Linked DNA regions of Sus scrofa: region 1 is linked to region 2. Evidence: chromatin contacts called from public HiChIP or PLAC-seq data. All regions are on one chromosome and are shown on one strand. Each heading gives the region's core, a stretch centred on a gene start, on an enhancer-like site or on the middle of the called end of the contact. The rest is flanking DNA. Distances are from core to core; before and after follow the strand shown.

The links. HiChIP or PLAC-seq counts read pairs in DNA pulled down with a chosen protein or histone mark.
Region 1: a contact with region 2 is called in an H3K27ac HiChIP or PLAC-seq map of alveolar macrophages. The contact joins two enhancer-like sites. A contact is called at or near these places in 1 of 47 Hi-C or Micro-C datasets (epiblast stem cells) and 1 of 2 datasets of contacts at active chromatin or transcription factors (alveolar macrophages).

Annotation. Positions count from the first base shown.
Region 1 is chr18:38,236,988-38,243,843 of Sscrofa11.1, forward strand. The region is part of intron 3 of LOC102161969 (a long non-coding RNA gene); the gene reads right to left. Among named protein-coding and RNA genes, the nearest start is that of HERPUD2, 44 kb to the right of the region's middle. Within about 2 kb of position 3,579, at least 24 of the 83 cell types and tissues checked have an H3K27ac peak or open chromatin away from gene starts, as enhancers often do. A contact at or near this core is called in alveolar macrophages, where this site is marked.
Region 2 is chr18:37,979,190-37,986,552 of Sscrofa11.1, forward strand. No RefSeq gene overlaps it. Among named protein-coding and RNA genes, the nearest start is that of EEPD1, 34 kb to the left of the region's middle. Within about 2 kb of position 1,957, at least 1 of the 83 cell types and tissues checked has an H3K27ac peak or open chromatin away from gene starts, as enhancers often do. A contact at or near this core is called in alveolar macrophages, where this site is marked.

The DNA of each region.
Region 1 (6,856 bases), core at 2,329-4,828, 260 kb after region 2:
TCATATTGTGTAGACCAGAAAATGCGTCTTAATTTTGGTTCATAAAATATAGATGCCAGACCCATAAGTTAAATTTATTAATGCTTTCTTTGTTTTTCCACTCTGCAAGTATTTTCCTGAGCATCTACTACCAAGTGCTAGACTCTCTAAAAGGCTCTGGAGAAACAGAAATGAAATCATTCATGAGAAACTAATGTTCAGTTTCTCCGGAAAAGAGCTGCCTACAGGAAAAGACCAGAGATAAGGCAATTCACGTACAATATAATTTACTGAGAAACTTTTAAACTTTATTGTATAAAAGTCATATAGACGTTTTCCAACAGTTGTCTTAGGAAGATTTCATTAGCTATCTATTAAAAAGGCGGTATTTAAGTAAATATATACTATTGCATACATTTTATATAGTTTTCAATAGGAGAGATTGTGCTCTATTCCCAGGGCTTTTGCTAGCATAGCTTTGGTTAGAACGCATCCTCTCACTAGCTTGACCAGCTTGTAATTACTTCCAATCACAGCTGGTATGTCCTGACTTCTGCCAGATGCCAGGTAATTTGCCCCCACTTTTTCTATTGCTCATTCAACTCAGTGGAGTAGGCATTGTTCTTCCAGATTATAGACTAGGTGGAGAGTGGGTTTTAGAGAGGGTGAGGGACCCGTCCAGTGCCAGCAGCCAACTGGAGGTGCGGGGGAGATCTCGTGTGCGCTGCCTGACTGAAGGCAGGGTGCTCTTCTCCAGGCCACACAGCCCTTCATTGTTGGGGTGCTTTTAACTGCGTATCAGGCACGCATTTATTTAAATCTCCGCAGCTACCGGAAAGGAAAGTGAGAAAGGGGGAAGTAATTAGGAGGCAGCTACTGCCAAGGCATCCCTTGTAATCCAGTCTTCTTGCTGCAGCCAGCGCAATCGGTTTAAGTGCCAACTGAGCTGCGTTTCTCCACTCCTCAGAATGTTCTAATTTATTTATTATTTACTTTTAAGGTTACATTTTTTTTTACTGAGGTAACATTGGTTCATAACATTATATATTTCATGTGTTTTACATTATCCTTCTACTTCTGTATACACTATGGCTTGCTCATCACCAGAGATCTCCTTTCCGTCTGTCACCATACACTGGTGACATACACCATACTCCATGACCCATTTCATCCTCCCCCTCCCCTTCCCTTATGGAAACCACTGCTCTGTTCTCTGTATCTATGTGTTTGTTTTTGTTTGTTTTCGTTTCTTCATTTATTTTGTATTTGTTGGCTTCCCATTTGTACTGGGCACAAGGTCCGTTCCTATCTTTCCAGTCACATGAAGCCATACTGTCCCCCGTCCTCCCCTGGATCTGTCCCAGCCATGCTGGCCTCTTTTTTTTCTTCCCTCTAAGTGCTGTGTCCTCTGTCCTGTCCCTGGGTCTTCCTTCCTACAGTTCCTTTTGCCTAGAAGATGGCCCATAAGCCCTTCTGGTTTTTCACCCGTCGGTTTAAGTCTGCCTCTGGTTCTCAGTGCACTGCAGCCCTTGCAGAAAGCCTGCCCTACTGCCCTCACCCCATGCACAAGCCCACGTATTCACCTGCATTGCCCCTTCTTGGAGGCCATCATCAGACTTCTGAATCACTCAGACTATAGTGAGTGATTTACAGATAGATGTATATTTACAGATAGATGCAATCTGATTCTGTGAAAATGCCTCCTAGAGAGAGTTCTAGGGAGGCAAGGGTGCTGCAGCTTTTGTTCACCATTACCCTGGCCCTTAGCACCATGTGCAAAGAAGGCACCCAAAAATAACTCCCGGGAGAAGGAATCCCTCAGTCTTTCCCGTCACGTCCACTGGGTTAGGATCTCTTGCCCTGCACTCTCGGTAAGACCCTAAACTCTTCTTCTTGAGTCCTGGAATTAGAGACTTGGCTGATTATTTGATTATTTGTCTCTTCCTCTGAGGGCCCCATAAAGGCAGGGCTTGTGTTTACTTTCCTCACCATTGTGAGCTTAGCACAGGGGACCCTCAATAAATTTTTGTTGAATGGGCAAGCCAAGGGGCCTATTGACAAAAAGGGAGTGATTCAGAAGTCTGAGTGTAAAGGCTACATAAAGCAGCTCATTATCTACTAATTCAAATTCGTATTAATTTAATACATCATCTAGTAGTGTTATTAGCAACTCCCAAGCTGAATAAAATATTACTGCTACAAACAAAGCCCAAGGAAACCCTTCTCACTGGTCCAAAGCCTCCTCCTATGACCAGCTAGCTCTGCAGCCGGTGAAGGTAAATTACTTCTCTTCTAGGCAGAGGGAGTTTTTCCATGAGAAGCTTGAGCTTCAGGAAGTCACCTGTGGTACACCTTCAGGGCCCTGGGAAGGTCATAGCTATGTGTGCACAGGGCCATATGTTTTTGTAAAATTAGCAAAAGTAGAGTATTTTAAATCACAATTAAAGGTCCTGCCCGTCTCCACTCTGACTTCCCTTCTGTCACCTGGTGGAGGGGATTAGAGTGGCCATGGGCATCTTAGAGCTCTGGCCAAGGGGAAGTTGAGTTGGGGACATGCTGAGTTTGGCTTTAGTGAGATATGTGATTTTTAAGCACTTCTATGTATAGTTAAGTCATGGCTATTAGTCCCACTGTGAGAATGGCTTCTGGGAATACCCCAACTGCCCATGGTGACAACACCTTACCTGGTATTGTGACACCAAGCTAGTGGCTAGTATCAATGAGGTTCCTTCTGAGAACAACTTGCTTTGGTGCTGAGGGCTGTGAGGTTATTGGTGGTGTTTTCTCTATAGTCCTCATACTTCCTGATTTCCTGAAAATGGCCTTTTGGTCTTAATTCTCCTGGTCTATCCAGCGGTGGTGTCAGCCTCTAACTACCTGCATTATCATCCTTTGAAGCATTACCTAAAATACCCAGAAGCTTCTTTTTCTCTGGCTGAAGTCTGACCAGGCAACAAAAATTCTGCCTGTGGCTTTGGTACAACCTTCATGGCAGAGCCGTCTCTGGGCACCTTAAGTGCCCGTCACCCCATCTCTGCTCCCTTATCCTTTGGATGTGCCATGTGGAGCTCAAAGGCCAGGAGGCACACTGCTTTCTCCCTAAGACTCAAAACAAGCCACCTCAACTGTGCCTTGTGAAAAAAAGAAAAAAAAAAAAAAGAAAAAAAAAGACCGTTCACAAGAGTAAGGAAAGCCAGACAGGAGAGTGCGCAGGAGGCAAAGAGAGAAGGCAAGGAGAAGACTGCGAGCAGCATGAGTAAGGCACATGATAATGACAGCAGTAGATGGACTGGCTGAGAAAGACGCAGAGAAGAGAACAAAGCTGAGCTCTTCCCTTGCCAGATAGGCATGCATGGAATCAGCTCACAAAAAAGGCACCCTTATCCAGAGTGGGTTGGGTCAAGTGTCAAGGTGAGGAGGATCTCTCTGGATCACTGCAGGAGTTTCCTAACCAGTTTTCCAGCTTCCACCCTGCCCTCCTAAACCCTTCCCAACCCAAGAGCCCATTGATCCTATTCAGATATGAGTCAGCGCACGCCACTCCTCTGCTCTCATGCTCTCCGACCTCATTTCCCTCCTCTGTCCCCACCCTCAGTTGCTTCCAGACAGATTCTCTGTTCCTCAAACATGCTAGACCTGCTTCTGCCTCAGGGCCTCTGTGTAGGCTGTTCCTTCTGCCTGGAAGGCTGTCGCCCCAGTGTCCACCCCACTCTCTTGCAGGCTCTTCTTGTTCACTCCATCGAAGATGGTAACCCTCCCATTCTCTCCTTTCTAACATAATATATAACCTATTTATTTGTATTGTCTATCTTCTACTGGAATGGCAGTTCCAGCAGAGGTGGGGGGAATTTTTGCTCACTGCTGAATCTCCCTGTTTAAGTATAGTGCCTGGAACAGAGTAAGAAGGATATTAAATATTTGGTGAAAAATAACCTTAGGAGCTAGGTGCTATTATTAAGCACATTTTATAGAAGATAAAGCTTGGGCTCACCAGTGTAAAGTAACCTGCCCAGAGACCACATGGGGAAGTGAAAGAGCAAGTGTTTCAAAAGCCTTTGCCCTTAAGCGCTTCACTGTAAAATGGCCCACCTCTTGCTACAAGCTGCTAGTCACTTCTCACATCAGCCTTTCTTTCTGGTTAACCAGACCACTGGGCCCTCAGATGGACTTCCTGAGTCACAAGGTATTTACCGACAGAAAGGGATGAAGAGCTAAATCATAACGCCTGTGCTGTGTGAGGAAGTGAGAGAACAACTTTACTTCCGCTTGGTTGAGAAGAGGGATGTGAACTTGAGGCTGCCCTCACCTGCAGTGTCTTGAGTGGAAGGGGGCTGCCTCCTCAGGGCACGGTTAGTTGCAGGCAAGTCAAATGCATGCTTGGGCACCAGCAAAGCAGAGCCACCAAAATAATGAGAGGGTAGTAAGAAGCTACTTGATATTTTCAAAAATATATAAAAAATGTTATTGCAGGAAAACTTAGAACCTAGCTGGACTTCCTTACAGGCGTTTGACTGATGGCATTGTTTGGAAATTAAGTTACTGTGTTGTGGGGAACAGCCTCACTTCTTCAGTGTATAGGGTCTCTGAAGGGCAATCTGGTCTTGCTGATCCTGGTTGATGTGGCCAGTGGACTCATTTTTATCTATCATTTACTTTCAAAAATGGCATATGCATGTGTGTGGTTTCCATTATGTAAAAGGAGATAAATGGGGCAAGAACAGTTGCTTTGTAAACCCCTGAGGAGTTTCAAGAAGGTTGACTTAATGCTGTTATTTTAAAGTTTGAGCCGGAGGTCTGCAGAGCTCCTGTCCTTGCTTCTATACCTTCTCCGATGTCACCTTTGTGAAGCCTTCTCTGTCTACCCCCGAGCTCCTCTTCCCAGCAATTATTCACTTCCTCTTCTGTGTTACAGATTTTGTTATATTTATCACATTACATCACCATCATTTGTATTCACTTCTGTTACCCTATGAGACATAGAACTCCTGGAAATACATGGCTTATTCATTATTACATCTTGTTCATCTTTGAATCTAGCACAGGGCCTGGAACAGACTGAAGGTTCCACAATTTTCCAAAGGCAATTAAAACCAAACTTTGGAGGCTAGAGGAGCTTCTAAGGAAAATACCTTTTTCTTGTGTGTGAATTCATTCCTAAGACACGCCAGGTGCCTAGCATTGTTTACAAAATAGGTTATACTGGAGCAAGTGCTTCTAGAACTCCTTGTTTTTCATCAGAGCTTCTCTGCTCAGCTGCTCAGTGACTCACAGCAGGAAGAGGAGGCATGGGTTCTGAACTGTCCCCCAACACTTCCTCAAACATGCCCCACAAACCACAAAATGAGAAAAATAGACTCGTGGTCCTTTGGGCTGCTGGAGCCCATCACTTTACTTCTTTGCTTTTTGGTTCCTGATTCTGTAGCAGTTAGGAATTGAAATGGGATACTGAAATTCCCTTCAGACTCTGAAATCTCTGAGTCTTTGAGCTTATTCATGGGCAGTAATCAGCCCTCAACCCTGCCCTGTAGAGCGGGTCAGACCTGGTTACCTCAAACAGGACCTGTGGCCACATCAGTCCTTTGAGCTGCCTTTTTGTGACAGGTCTTTCTTTTAGCTGGGAGTGCATTTCTCCTGTACCACATCTGTTTTCTGCTGCCCACCTGTGTGTGCTATTGCTGTATCCCTGATTCTGTGGATCAAGCCTGCTCTCACTTGCCATTTTATCCAGGTTTCATCCCTACAAAAAGGATGTGATAAGTTTAGAACAGTGCACATACCATGGTGCTATTTATGTATTTTATTTTAAGCCATGTATGCTGGTCTTATGTCTGTTTGCTCTCAGATATATTTTCTGCCATCAACAATCTCGGGCTTTGCATCCCTGGGAGCTACTTTTCTCAGGCTCCCTTTCAGACGAGGGCCAGGGATAGAACGCTGGAAAACGGGAGGAGGGGAGAAGCCAGGTTACTTCTCCCCTTCCCTCTGCTTCAGATGGTGTCTGGCAGCATCTTGTCCAAGTCTCCAGAGCCTGCTGTACAACCCTCTCTCCATGGTTCCTACTTTATCCGTAAGTGTTGCCATGGTTCCAGATTTTACAGGTGGCCCCAGCACCAGTGCCCTAGTAACACTGTCTTCACCCTTTGCCCCTCTAGCCCCAGGGTGGATAGTGGCTTCCTGCTGGTCTCTGGGCTCTCAACTCTTCAAACACCTGTTTAAATCCCCTCTATAACATCTAGCATGGCTCCTAAAGAGTATTTTGGACTGCAACTAAATAACTCTGTATGTGTACATCATACACACATGTATGTATATACACACACATTAAAATATGCATATCTAGGAGTTCCCATCATGGCTCAGTGGTTAACAAATCTGACTAGAAACCATAAGGTTGCGGGTTCAATCCCTGGCCTTGCTCAGTGGGTTAAGGATCCGGCATTGTCGTGAGCTGTGGTGTAGGTTGCAGACATGGCTTGGATCCCGTGTTGCTGTGGCTTTGGCGTAGGCCAGTGGCTACAGCTCCAATCAGACCCCTAGCCTGGTAACCTCCACATGCCATGGGAGCGGCCTCAAAAGGCAGAAAGAGAAAAAAAAAAAAAAAAGCATATCTACATGAATATTTGCATATGAAAACACACATATATATGAAGATACATATATGTATGAGAGCAGATTGGAGAATTACCTGGAAGTTTACATGAAACTATTAACAGTGGTTTTATGATTGGGAAGAGGAATGGGACTGGAATGGTGGGAAATTCCGAAGGGGATTGTAGTTTTTTAAAAATAGTTTTATTGTGGCATAATTTACCTAGATAAGACCATAACTTTCATGTGTACATATACGTGTTATTTAGTTTTTCTTACAATGAGTATG
Region 2 (7,363 bases), core at 707-3,206:
AACTACATGAAATGCAGAGATGCATGTATCTGGTGAGTGCTGAGGGGGAATTGCTGTCCAGGGAGGAAGGAGACCCAGTGACAAATCACCATCCGAGGGCTCCAGAGAGCCAGCCCTGCACAGTGACTGCATGAGGGTGTGGGGGCTAACTGGGCTTGGGGGCGTTAAGGAAGCCTCTGCAGAGGCCATGAGGGCAGTGAAGGACAGGGAATCATGTGCCAGGAGCAGCAGCAAAAGGGCAGGCTCATCCAGGTGGGAAAATCAGGACTTTTAAATATTGATGTAATTTTGAGGGCAGAATCAACTAGAAAAAAAAGACGGTCAACCACAGTCAGATAAAGGCAGAACCAGTTCTCAAGATAATTAGAGGGCTTCGGCTCCCCCATCGACATCAATTTTATTAGTGTTGTTTGAACTTATCCTTACCGTTAATGGCTTCACAGCCACCCACTCCCCAGGCAGCTTCCTGGCAACCCCAGATCTCTGATCTAATTTTATTCCTGCGAAGTTTGGATTTAGAAGAAAATGCGCAGCAGCCTCACTGGGGAGAAGAAGGCTGGAGGAAAATGGTAAGTGCACGCCCCTGGAGAGCCCATGGGGTGGAAGGAGAAAGTAGGGGGATGGTTTCCAGGGGCAATACCCACAGAGTGACAGCATTTTATGTCACCGCCCAACTACTGTATTTACCCACCTCTGGGGAGGGTGACACAAGTGTCTGGAATGTGTATCTTATTTTTGCCCTGCCTACGTTTACATCCATAAAACGAGCAGAAAGGACTAATGAGTCTGGTTGGTCTGGGCAGGAACACTGCCTGCATTTTCCTTGGGCTGGTACTCTCGAGGCCATAAAAGGGCGCGTCCCAGGAAGGATGGGTGTTCACAGTTATGTGGCCCAGTGTGTGAGTGTGTCTGTGCAGAGAGGTGTGTTCCCAGCTGTACCAGGAGCACAGGGACAGGTACAACCACGACGCTATGACTCAGGCCTAAGGTGGGTGGAAGAGGAGACAGCACGTATTAATATAAAATCAGCACTCCCTCCTGGGCCCGCAGGAGGCCAGCCTTTGCCACTCCCTGCTGATGCCAGGCGGTTCTGATGTTTGGGGAATTCTCTAAGTCTAATTCTCTTTTGTGATCTATTGTCAACACCCATTGGCCTATGGGTTCAATGCAATCTCAATCAAAATTCCAGCAGAACGAAATACTCTGCTCTGTGAAAGATGCTGATGCCATTAAGACAAGCCATAGACTATTTGCAAAAGACCTAACTGATAGGAGACTCTTATCCAAGATATACCCAGAACACTTAAAATCCAACAATAGAAAAGTGAGCGACCCAATTTAAAAAAATGGCCAAAAGACCTGAATGGACACCTCATGGCAAGTAAGCATATAGAAAGATGTTAAACATAATATACAAATTTAAAAAGCCATGAGATACACTAAAAACCTATTGAAATGGCCAAAATCGAAAACACTACACACTAATGGAAAAGCAATATGGTACAGCCCCTTTGAAAGACAGTTTGGTAGTTTCTTACAAAACAAACACCCTCCAGCCATATGATCAAGCAATTATGCTCCTTGATATTTATCCAAAGTTGACAAAATACCCACACAAAAACTTGCACATGGGTATTCTGGGCATAACTGCCCAAATGTGGAAGCAGCCAAGAAGTCCTTCAGTAGGTGAATGGATAAATAAACTGTGGTACATCCAGACAACGGAATATGGTTCAGTGATAAAAAGAAATGAGCTATCAAGCCATGAACAGACACGGAGGAAACTTAAATACATATTACACATTCTACAATCTGAAAAGGGAACATACTGTATGTGATTCCAACCATGTGACATTCTGGATAAGGCAAAACTGTGGAGACAGTGAAAAGATCAGGGCTTACCAGGGGTTGTGGGGAGGGAAGGATGAGTAGTCGGAGCACAGAGGACTTTTAGGGCAGTGAAACTACTCTCTATGACACTATAATGGTGCGTATGTGTCATCATACATTTGTCCAAACCCATAGAATGTACAACACCAAGAATGAAATGTTGTAACATAAACTCTGGGCTCTGGGTAATAATGACGTGTCAATGTAAGTTCATCATTTGTAACTAATGCACCACTCTTGAGAGATGATGATGGGGGGCAGGGAATGTATAGGAAATCTCGGGACCTTCCACTACATTTTTCTATGAACCTAAAACTGTTTTTATTTTATTTTATTTTATTTTATTTTGTCTTTTTGCCTTTTCTTGAAATGCTCCTGTGGCATATGGAAGTTCCCAGGCTAGGGGTCTAATTGGAGCTGTAGCCACTGGCCTACACCACAGCAACGCGGGATCCAAGCGGCATCTGCGACCCACACCACAGCTCACAGCAACACCGGATCCTTAACCCAATGAGCAAGGCCAGGGATCGAACCCGCCACCTCGTGGTTCCTAGTTGGATTCATTAACCACTGCGCCACGACGGGAACTCCTAAAACTGTTTAAAATAAAATGCCTATTAAATACGCAAAGAAAGAATGTAGAAGTCTTGCTCTTTCGACCTACAGATGCAACCATTACATTTAAAGATACCCAAATGGACATAGGAAGCTCTCTGTCTTGTCGAAGGGAAGAATCTGTAAATAACTGCACATAAGAAATGAAAACACGATGAAAGCTGTTATTCCCTCAGCTGTATAGAAATTAATAAGATGCTTTCTCGTGTCTTATCCAATGGAAGATTTTCATATAGTATCATGATGCCAATTAAGTTGTGGCATCATATTGAGATCAATTATTCAGAGTTTAAAGAAAGTGGGATTCAGTGGTTTAGGGTGTCAACATTATGAGCAATTTAAAGGCCAAGTGGATTACAGCTTCTTGAACCAGAAATGAAAAGGCCACTGAAGCATCCTACAGGTTGTAATTTCTAATAAAGTGAATATTGATCATGAATCCACATGAACAAAACTCTTCGGGTTCCCCCCACTTTGTTGTGTGAGTAAGAGAGTAAAGTAAGAAGGCTACCTGAGGTTACCCCTAGCAGTGACAGGTCCATTTCTTGTTATGACCTCTTCAGGAGCAGTTTTTATGGAATTCCAGGCATCTATATCAATCCTTGGCTGCCTCTAGGATTTTGGTCCTTCTAGCTCTCAGGGGGCTGGCTTTGGGTCACCTGAAGGATTTTCACCAATATTAGCTTTCTTCTTCTTCTTGAATTTCTCTCTTATAAAACAATACTCTTTCTCTACTCACAGTACTTCTGACACCAAATGTGTGGGTTTTCCACACCAAGCAGTTCTCCTGTTATCTATGGACACTAAGTGGGTGTCCTATACTTTTATTCAATTCTGATTCTAATTGCTCTGTATGAGTGCAGACCCCACAGGTTGAAGGCTCAGTTCCACAAGACTGCCCCCCTTTTGTTGCCAGTTGCAAAGAGTGAGCCCCCAGGTTCCCCCACCTCTGTTTGACTTAGCTGCAAATTGGGGTTCCCAGGATTCCCTCCTCAAGGGCCAGTCATTCTCTATAATGGCTCACAGAATGCAGGGAAACTATTTATTATTCCTGATTTATTGTAAAGTATATTATGGAAGATTAGTTGACATCCAAAAGAAGAGCTACATACAGCAAGATGAGAAAGTTCTGAAGCTCAGAAGCGTCTTTTCCCGTGAAGTTTGGGCATATATCACCCTCCTGGCACCTGGATGCCTTCACCAACCCAGAAGCTCTAACCCTTTAGTTTTATGGAGGCTCTTTACAGGCGAGATAGATTGAATCATTCACCACTGGTGATTAATCCCCAGCCCCTTTTCCCTCCCTGGAAGTTAGGTGGTGAGATGAGACTTAAAGTTCCAACGCACTAATCACATGGTTGGTTACTATGGCAACCTGCCACCATCCTAGGAGGTCAGCTACCTAAGATGCTACCTAGGGGCCCTTAGCTACCAGTCACCTAATTAACATAAATTTTGTTCTAATTGAAAGGAGCTTATTATGAATAATGAAAGATGTTCCTTCACCCCATCACTCAGGAATTATAAGGAATTTTAAGGAATTGAGGTTTTAGAAGCTCTGTGCCAGGAACTGGGGATGAAAACCACATACATGTTTCACTGATGTCACAGTCTACTTTGCTTGTTATTTTTCTTCTTCCTCTATTTTCCCCACTTCTCATTTTTTTCTTCTTTTTCTTTTTAAAAATTTTCCTTTTTATTTAAATTAAATTTTTTCTTTGTTCTTTTAGCTTTATTTCCCAATTTTTATTTTTGCTTTATTCTTTCATTTTTATCACCTTGTACTTTTTCTCATTTTTTCTTTATTGTTTTTCTCATTTTCTTCTTCTTTTTTTTTTTCTTGTTAAGGCCACACCTGGCACATAGGAAAGTTCCCAGGCTAGGGGTCAAACCAGAGCTGCAGCTGCCAGCCTGCGACACAGCCATAGCAATACCATATCTGAGCCACATCTGCAACCCATGCCACAGCCTGAGGCAACACCAGATCCTTAACCCACTGAAAGAGGCCAGGGGTTGAACCCACATCCTCACAGACACTACATGTTGGGTTCTTAAACCACTGAGCCACAATGCGAACTCCTGATTTTTTAATTTTCTTTATTTCGTCTTTTTCTTTTTTAATTTAGTAAGTCAGTATTGTGAGAGGTAAGTCCAACACACTGCAGGGTCTCCTGGCCAGCTCTGCTGAGGAAGAGGCCCCTATAGGGACACACAGGCTTCTCGAGGCCATTGGCAAGGACAGTCACACTCATCACTGGATCTCTAGTGCCAGCACCATGGATATTGAAACTGGAAATGGAGAAATGCTTTGACTTGTTACCTTCTGTCACCACTCCCTCCCTGAGTTACCATTTACCTTTGACTGCTGCCAAAGAAGCCAAGGCCAGTGACCTTTGTCTCTCTGACCAAGGCCCCAAGGGAGAACTCTGCTGCAAGGAGCAGTGGCTACAGGGCGTTCAGCTGGAATGATGTGACCCCTGCCCTTTGACATTCTCATGTAACATGGGTGTCAGCTGGGCCTTGTGCTTCCTATCCTTTGCGAGGTCTTTCCTTGTGTAATTCCCAGCCACATTCCCAATCTCAGTGGGGATTCTTAAAAGTCAGATAGTTCCCCAGGTTGCCCCAGACTGTGATTTTCTGCTTGCAGTGAAACCTGGATCTTTCTCCCCTCTTGCATATTTCAGCTGTCCCCTTCTCATTTCCCGAATCTACCCAGAGAGACTTGGTTCCTTTATTTCCCCTAAGCAACGCTCATCCAAGTCCATTACATTTCTTTTTTTTTTTTTTTTTCCTGTCTTTGGTCTTTTTAGGGCCGAACCCATGGCACATGGAGGTTCCCAGGCTAGGGGTCTAATCGGAGCTGTAGCCAGCGGCCTATGCCAGAGCCACAGCAACGCAGGATCCAAGCCGAATCTGAGACCTACACCACAGCTCGTGGAAATGCTGGATCCTTAACCCACTGAGCAAGGCCAGGGATCAAATCTGCAACCTTATGGGTCCCAGTCAGATTCGTTAACCACTGCACCACAAACAATGGGAATTCCTTTTTTTTTAAATGTTATCATCCGTCATTTTAAATTTAGCATTCCTGCTGTGGTTTCTGCTTTTTTGTTTTAATACACATCAATTTAGCTACCTCTTGGCTTCATTTTAAAAGGGGGAACATCTGCTTAGGTTTATAGGGAATGAAACCAGAGGATATCTATTATACCAGTGCAGTTAAGAGTGTCCTTCTTAACCTCCCAAGTGTCCTGGTTTGGATAATAAAATAGGTGGTTTCTCTATGTCCGGCCCACTAGCAATGCCCGCAGGCTGTCCATCCGCAGCTTCAAAGGCCCAGTAAGTCACTCTAATCAACAAAAACTTCTTCTTCTAAACGTAACTTTCCTGCTTTTCTTAACAAACCTTTTTTCCTTATCACAGAAGGATTCCAGGAGAGAAGAAATCACATAACATAGCCACTCAAATAAGTTGAAAACATCTATCTACAGAAAAACCTGCACAGAGGTATTTACAGCAGCTTTGCTCTTAATTGCCCAAACCAGGATACCACCAAAATATCCTTTACTAGGTGACTAAACAAAGTGGGCACATCCATACAATGCAGTTTTGTTAAGCAATAAAAAGAAATGAGGGCTTGAGCCACTAAAGAACATGGAGGAAACTTAAATGCAACATGCTAAGTTTAAGTCAGTCTGAAACATTACATATTATATGGTTGCAATCATATGACACTCTGGAAAAGGCAAAACTATACCGATAGTAAAAAGAGCAGTGATTGGCTGGGGTGGGGAGGGATGAATACCAAGAGCACAGGGAATGTTTAGGGCAGTGAAACTATCTTGAGTGATCCTCTAATGGTCGGTACATGATAATAAGCTTTTGTCAAGACCTATGGAACTACAGAACACAGAGAGTGAACCCTACATAAACTATGGACTTTAATTATAGTGTATCCGTGTTGTTTCATCAGTTCTAACAGGTGTACCACATTATTGCAACATGTTAATAATAGGGGAATCTGGATGCCAGAGGGCACATGGGAACTCTGTACCTTCTGTTCATTTTCTCTGTAACCCTAAAACTTCTCTTAAAAATAAGTCTAGTATCAAAGAAAAATCCCAGCACACTTTTGGTAGAGACTGACATGCTGATTCTAAAATTTATGTGGAAATACAAAGAACCTCGATGTGCCAGGACATTAGTATAGAAAGTCAAAGTTGGAGCCCTTGACACTCCCTGATTCCCAGATTTCCTGTGAAGCTGCAGTCATGGGGACGATGCAGTGCTGACGTGAGATCCGCTGAGCACCTGAAGGGAGGGGATAAGGCACTCCGACCCCCAGGTGCAGTGAGTGCACCTGCATATGGCCAAGGGAAGTGTCTTTTCCACAGACGGTGCTGGAGCAACAGGACATCCGTGGAAAAAAAGAAGCTTGACCCACGCTTCTTACCACACAGAAACAAAGAATTCAAGATGCATGATGGATCTTAATGTAAATGCTAAAACCAGGAGTTCCCTTCGTGGCACAGCAGAAACAGATCCGACTATGAGGTTGTGGATTCGATCCCTGGCCTCGCTCAGTGGGTTAAGGATCTGGCATTGCTGTGAGCTGTGGTGTAGGTCACAGATACGGCTCGGATCTTGTGTTGCTGTGGCATAGACCGGCAGCTATAACTCTGATTGGACCCCTAGCCTGGGAACCTCCGTAAGATGCTGGTGCAGCCCTAAAAAGCAAAAAAAAAAAAATCAACAAAAATAAATAAATAATAAATAAAAACTAAACCCAGAAAGCTTCTAGAAGAAAACACAGCAGAATATACTCTCTACTTAGGGGGAGGCAACGTTTTCCAGACAG